2 separate regions of the Drosophila melanogaster genome follow, and region 1 is linked to region 2. The links are chromatin contacts, called in public targeted proximity ligation maps. All regions are on one chromosome and are shown on one strand. The core of a region is the stretch at or near the end of the contact, and the rest is flanking DNA. Distances in the headings are between cores, read along the strand shown.

Evidence for each region.
Region 1: a targeted proximity ligation map of the Kc167 cell line shows a contact between it and region 2, with 6 times the contacts expected there. A contact is called at or near these places in 15 of 107 Hi-C or Micro-C datasets (the Clone 8 cell line, the Kc167 cell line, the OSC cell line and 5 more) and 2 of 7 datasets of targeted methods (both in the Kc167 cell line).

Annotation. Positions count from the first base shown.
Region 1 is chr3R:30,599,168-30,602,874 of dm6, reverse strand. CG2246 reads left to right here and starts at 1,386. Exons shown (of 8, transcript NM_170511.2): 1 at 1,386-1,458. It overlaps CG31021, which reads right to left and starts at 669. Exons shown (of 7, transcript NM_170513.2): 1 at 508-669; 2 at 156-449; 3 at 1-106. The coding sequence starts at 590. It overlaps CG31019, which reads right to left. Exons shown (of 4, transcript NM_170512.1): 4 at 3,579-3,707. The coding sequence ends at 3,579.
Region 2 is chr3R:30,464,482-30,468,297 of dm6, reverse strand. PH4alphaEFB (prolyl-4-hydroxylase-alpha EFB) reads right to left here and starts at 2,248. Exons shown (of 9, transcript NM_170492.2): 1 at 1,924-2,248. CDase (Ceramidase) reads right to left here. Exons shown (of 6, transcript NM_001276180.1): 5 at 2,981-3,591; 6 at 2,562-2,920. The coding sequence ends at 2,737.

The DNA.
Region 1 (3,707 bases), core at 137-2,636, 140 kb before region 2:
GTTATGGGCAGCCACTTGTAGCCACTTGGCTGCACCCAGATAGTCCTGCTCCTCGTAGAGCTCCAGTCCCAAGTGATAGCAGTCCAAAGGTGAAAGATGCAAGGAACTAGTGGAATTAAGTTTCCAAAATGGTAAACACTTATATAGACTCCCACCTGCTTCGTTCATCTTTGGCAACCAGATCCGCGGGCTCGTAGCCGTAAAACTGGGTCAAGCTATGCACACTCCTGGCCGCTTTCCTGAAGGCTTCCTTCTGAGGAAGCTGCGGCAGTAGGCTCTCCACCTTCTGCACCGCCTCGGGTGCGACCAGATCCTCCATGTACACCTGCCAGCCGACCCAATCCTGGTGCATATGTCTAATCAATCGGAAGGAGTTCAGCGGATTGGAGAGGTACTTCTCCGGATCCTCGTTGGCATCTTCTATGTCGACGTTATAATCTTCCACATAACTATATTAAAAATATTTTCATCTCAATTGGTACGATTGGGAAAGGATTTCTGACGCACTTGTTTATAAGGTCGATCTTCTCCTCCAGCTTTTCGGCATAGTCACGCATATTCTGCAGGAGATTGCGCTCTAGATTCAGCATTTCCCGCACTTGTTTCTCACTTAGAGCCTTAAAACTGTAACAGCCAAGGATCAAAAGCAGAATCGCAAGCCAAAATGACACAGCCATGATTGGTTGGGTATTGGAGAAAACTAAATTTTAAGGATGAAGAACACCAAGTCCGAAATGTAATGCATTCGACTCAGCTAAATATCTGTGACTAAATAATTCGGCAAGGAAAATCCATAAATTGGATTCAAGAAACATAATACAATTCAAACCACTAATTTTTGGACCTTTTTACAAGCTTATACCGAAAACAAAACAGTAAGACAATTTTTGACACAGTGTACTTAGCAAATGCACCCACCCATCCAGAATTGGAGTAAGCGGAGTTTTCCACCCAACTAGTGCTGCCAGAAGGATGGCTACTATCGGCAAAGTAGCAGACTCCACACATCTCTGATTTCTAGGAAGTAAACAAAACATCTGATATTGTTTTTGTTTATCTGTTGTAACATTTTAGTAGTATTTGAGTTTTACATCAGCTCTACTATTTGTTTTCAGCACGATGACGTCGTCGTTGTGTCTATTCTGCATGACTCGTTTCGAAAATAAAAGCCTCAGAAACATTTTTGAAGTAGCCCTTGAACAGGGACTTTCAAAACGCAATGAAAAAACAGCTTCTGAATGTATGCATAGTATGCATGTAAATTATTATAATCTAGACGCATATTGAATAAAATGAGTACTTACTATCGAAATGATGTCATCACTAATCTCAGTCGATTATCGATATACGAAATCATCGATTCATCAGCTGTTCGAATAATTGCGAGGATTTTGTGGCAGTTTTGTCTGAGTTTTCGGAAAAGTGCGAATTAAGTGAAGCAGTGTCGTGAAGAAAAGAGTAATTATTGATAAACGTTTATTAATAGCTAATATAATCGGCGAATGTGTGATAGTGTCTCTGTATTAATTACTACTTTCTTCGGCCTGTTAACACTGCTAAAAACAGGATATAGATCTAGGCAAGAAAGAAGAGAAAACTTGAATATAAATCCATAAGCGTCGAGATAAAACAGCTAATTCTTCGAAAAGTCAACATGCTGCTGCAGCGGAACAAGTAAAACTTTTTAGCGGCTAATTTCTAGCTTTTTTCTATGATTTCTGTGTGTTTCATGTATAATTTAATTAGTGTCCCGCTGTTTGCGTGTGTTCCTCCCACCCTTCATCACATTTTCCCTGTTCTAATACGTTTTCCCTGTTCTAATACGTTTTCCCTGTTCTATTCCAGTGCCCGCGAAGATTATAGCCAGGTTTTCAATTACAGCTTTTGTTTGTCTAACCAAATTTTATCAATTGCGTGCTGGTGCTAACAAGAGCAAAACCCCACCTCCTTTTGCTTTTTACTTCTTTTGTACTGGAATTTGTGTTTGCATTTTATTTTTAGCCCGCTTTCGATGTTGTTATTGCCGTTCTCATTTTGTTACTTCATCGCCGTTTGCCTCTCCGTCTTTGTTTTGCTCTCCTCTTTCCGTGACAACGCTCTCTCTTGTGTACACTGAACAAAATGCATTGGTTTGGTTTGAATTATAATGATATTAAGTCTTTTTTAATTACTGGCATTATGAATATACATGAAAACTATATATTTCAATAAGAATATTTAATTGCGTGCGAGTCAGATCGGTCGATTAATGTTCCTTATTGATTTCCTCTCTCAAAAAGCTAAGAGAGTGAGATAAACTCTCATTGGGGGCTTTGTTGTGATCCACATGTTCCATTGACCACTTTTTAACGGACCCACTTGAACACAATGATACGCAAGAAGATTAAACCATTAAAAAGATAAATAAGTAACTTAATTGACCCACATATGCTTAAAAACCTTAAATATGGTTGTAACTTGTACAGTTCCTTGCTGGATTCCACTCAAAGCGGCAACAGCTGTTTGCCACCACCATTACCTCACTCCAGCGATCTGGCAACGCCGCGCAGCCCTCGCTTTTGCGCTCCACTGTGTCCACAGTCATTCGCTTTTATTTATACGAAAAATAAGTGTAAGAAAGCAACGTCTGGCTGCCTATTTTTTTTATTGATTTCATTCCTATTCCGGATCCGATTCCGTGTTAATTGAAAACGTTAATCAGTCGCCCGCTAGTTGTGCTCTTATCAACACTTTTCGCGCGTGTTTTCCTGCGTGAGTGAGAGTAGTCTGTACATATATTGCATTTTCATATCCCTAGGAGGTTATAGCAATATCGCGTTTGATAAAAGATAAGATAAAAGTGGCAGCTAATCCATCTAATTACTGATGAGCGATTGTCTAGGACCATTTTACTCACACTCACGTGCGCAGCGAGTGAAATTGATGCCCACTCAGTTACTTCTGTTCTTTGTTCGCCGTGAGTTACTGTAAATAACCGCATCTAAATGGTGTGATAAAAGCTCACATGTCGCCAATTGAGTGAAATGTGTTTTATTTTGTACTTTCTGGTTGCGAGCCAAATTAAGAGCACATAACAACAACAATACATGCTGGGGAGATAAGCCAACCCACTCGAAATGCCACTCAATTGCGCGACTTGTTGCCCTTCGGTTTTCCGAGTGAAAAGTGGTCGCATAACTGTTTGTTTAGAAGAAGGACAAAAGAGAAGGAGATTTACAATCCCAATACTACTGATATGAAGCTAATTCGTTATATTTATGGAAATTCTAGTGCCTACCCCCAGCTAACATAAATCTATTGATTAGATTTGGTAATAATTACTTGATTGTATCAGAAACAATCTAATTACTTGTTTCATCGTACAATGTCTATACAATCAATTTGGTGTTATTAAAATATAGACTACAATAAAAAGTAAAGGTTCAATACTTTTGAATTAATAGTTTCAACCTTTTATTTAGAAAAACAAGCAAGAAGCGTAGAAAAGACTTGATCTTGGTTATACCTAAAAAAAACTCGTCACTCTCTTCGAATCCCTAACGTCCGGGGTCATCATGTTCCACATCACATCACTGATCCTATCTCCTGTCTGCGGCATCGAAGCTATTGGACTTCAGCTTAAGGCTTCCCCTGGTCAGTTGATTCAAGTCGATGATGGACAGATAAGGCTTGGGGGGCACATTCACGGGCAGGGGAACTTCGATGGT
Region 2 (3,816 bases), core at 999-3,498:
GGAAAGAAAGTACCCAGCACTGGAGAAAAATGATGATGGATTATGAAAGTGTTGTAAAGAAGAGTGTGATGTAAACACGTTTGCATTCATTGCTACGCACGCTGATTATTAGCTTTGCATACTATCAGAAATATTCAGGAAATTCCAGAAAGCACTTTTGATAACGTACATATTTCGAGAAGTTCTAAATAAAATTTTGATAATTCTAACGAACAATAAGGTGTCATCTCTCGGATCGAATCCATCCCATTTAATTTCTCGCTGTGTTGGAAAAATGGCATTCGCATTAAATATTCAGTAGGCAGGAAGGAAGGACTCGGGACGCGGGAGTGATTCAAGTGCATTCAGCGAGTTTGCTAATTAGTAATGAATGACAAATGTTCGCAGCTCATCCCCAGCTGCCTTAACACCCGGCTGGCCCCCATGATTAACCCATGGCGAAGTGCTTTAATGCCAGTCAGATGCCGTCATGGAGCGTGTGCACACATAAATTTTACAATTCACCTTGAAATGTAAGCATAAAAGGCGTCCCCGATGGAAATCGCAATACCAAACCGGTTCAAAGACTTTGCTGAACATTATAAAAGCGAAAGATGAGCTGGGAAAAAGGCTGGAGCGAAATGGGCGCAAAAACCAGACAAGGAAGTGGGCCAAATAGCAGCTCCTTGTCGACATTGTCCTCACTTTCATTGCATTCCGCACATGGATGGAACTGGTGATCCACTTGGCAGCCACTTTCGTTTTCGCATCCAACTCTATTATTGCCAACCGGTCGTCATTGCCGAACTAATTAGCAAACAAATAATACTGATCAAATGGACGTAAAGGCGAAAGGCCGAAAAAGCAGGCGGGGAGCAACGAACCAGATTGCGGCTAAATTATAAATTTCATAAATTAACACACCTTGCTCGTAAGTTAATTGAAGCTATTGAATCCGATTGTATTTTCAAAAATACACGCCTAGCCATTAATCATCCAAACCAGAGTCTAATTGGTTAAGTATTTCCAATTAGACAAGAAATATCCCGCTAATAAGAGCGGCTAAATGAGGTTTGTGTCCGTGCTAAATAGGAGTCACTTCAACTGGGTTTTAATCATAGACATTTACCAGGTACATTATGTTATATATGTTATACATTTAAAAAAGGATTCTGTTATATAAAGAGTAACTTTATTACCCTTTAAAGTAATTGTATCCTCTTTACAAACAGGTTTGAAAACAGTTTAATAAACTGGTTATTTTTAAGTCACTGATTGACTACCTAATATTACTTATTCATGTAATTTGCTACTGAAATGTATAGTTAAAGGAAGAAAACAATTTGTTTCAAATCTATTGATTCCTTGCTGAACTAGGCCATCCTTTTTCGCACAGTTGGCAACGCAGTGTTTATACCCTTTGCATTGGAAGATGAAGTGCACGGGAAACGAGACCAAAACAAATGCCTACAATTGACTACGTGACTGCGGCACTTCCTTCTTTTCGCCCCCTGATCATCATTATATAAACACACCCAGACGGACGTAAAAAGTACATATACACATTGACGCCTATGCCGCACAGACTTTTTCGAGTCCAGATATTTAGAGGCTTATCGCCAGCGGAGATGGAGGAGGAGGGAGGAGCATCAGCAGTAGGAAATGGGGAATATGTGGGGGCAAAAAGCGGTCAATTGAATCGCCATGTGGTGACAACAAGTGCATATAGAATAGTATGTGAACACTCAAATCAGTTTAGTTTTTTTGTCACAGCGCAGCAGAGCATTTCTCTCTAATCAAAATCGAATATTCAATTTAGATGGCCCACATTCCCGTCATTCAAGTAAAAAGACTCGATTATTGTTATCAGTGCACGACGGATGCCGGCAGGAGGAACACGTCAGAAGTTCTAGAAAATGTATCTGTGGAATTTCTTTAATTTACCCTGTGTTTCTTATGCGAACTTGTTGCTGGATCTCAATGGATGTCAATGAAACTGGCCGCCTTCTTTGTTTACAATTCAACGAGAACACCTCGATTGCATTGCCCACCCGCACTTCGTATCTTATAGATACATTTTATGCACTCTAACTGGAAGCACACAAATCACGTTTGTTTTAGATATTTTCGTTTAGACTCGAATTTAAGGATTGTTTTCTCTGGTCCCCCGAGGAGTAAATTCCCTTTTTCACAGTTTTGACTACAAAAATATAATTTGTGTTTCTGTTTAATTCGCGTGCGCGCGCCGAGAAATACCGACTGGAACTGATTTTGTTTTGCTGCCGCCTCGAATATAGATAAATACCGACTTCCAGATCCAGAAAGAGAGAGAATTTCTGGTTTCTGTTTCGAATTTAAGAGAAGAGCACCAATTTCGAATTTCGAAGTTCAATTTAATACCACAAAAGAGAAAAAGAGTTGAAAGAGAGAAACTTGTACAGCATTGTGGATTTCATTCGAACAGCTGTTTGCGGATCGTATATGGTGGCGGGCAATTTGAATTGTAATTGGTAAAAAGGTGAAGCAATGTCAAAAGACTACTAGAACAGCCATTTCGATCAAAATTAAAAACACTTCTCCTTAGTTTCAACATAATTTGGCATCTTTTTTATTCGCGTTTGCAAAAATAAAGCTTTTCCTTCGTCACTTACAAATGGTAAATAAATACATGGATTCAGTGTTGATTTTGTTTTTGATGGGCCCTACAACTGTCTGGCCAGGAATATTTATAAAATCACTCCACACGGATATCTAATCCTAGTCCTCCTTAACGGTGAAGGAATGCGTGAGTCCCTCGTAGGGATACTTTCCGCCCAGGATGTACTTGTACTCCCCGGAATGGCGAATGCGATATTCCCCGGGAAGAGTCTGCGGACTGATGTCCCAGTAGATGTCCATTTCGCTGAAGCCCAGGATCGTATTGGTTCGGTGCCAGACCATTCTGAAAAGTAACGATTTTATTAAGTACCAACATTTATAACCTCAAGCTGGCGCTTCCTACTTGGTCTCCCAGCTGGCATCCGTATAGGCCACCTTCCAGCGATCCTCGTTGATCTTTCGCTCAATGGTGAAGTAGGTTTTCTCGGTGAAGAGGTTGTTACGCGGATTTCCGGATATGTAGGTGACCTTCACCGTCTCGTTGATGCCGTACTCCTTGTTGGGCTGCGACTTCACGTAGCCAAAGTCGGTGTTTATGGGATGTCCGTCGAAGAGAACCCCGGTGTTCAGCGATAGCATCACATCATTCATGTACGGCGGACTTGGACCCGCATCCACGGTCTCATTACGCATCATGGCCTTGGTCAGGCGTTCGAAGACGTCCATGTAAATGGAGTGGGTATGGGGACCGAAGATCGTGGAGGCGGCCTCGTAACGCTGCGCCTGGTACTCCTCCGGGGTCACCGTGTAGCTGGTGTATATGTTGGTCAGTCCGGCGATGATTACCTCGGTGTCGATGCCTCCGACGGCGGAGGCAGCTGCTCGAATCTGGTTTCGCAGACGACGTCCTGCCATTGTGGTGAACTCGCAGGGCACGGCGGCTATGATCACATCGCCGATCTTTAGTAGCTGATCCGAGACAATCTTTGGCTGCCACTCATAGGGAAAGGTGGCCTTAAATATGGATAATGTACATGTTAGATATGCTTAAAGTGCACTTAGATTTTTAAATAACAGTTGCGCATTAAGTGATGACCTATAGCCTGGCTATAACTACCTTACCTTGATTTTTATGAGCTGACAACTAATTTGCGTAACGTTTCAGTTTAATTACCCCACTTAAATGTGCATTATAAAAACAAAATCCACTACATAAATTTATGTATTCTATTCCAAAAT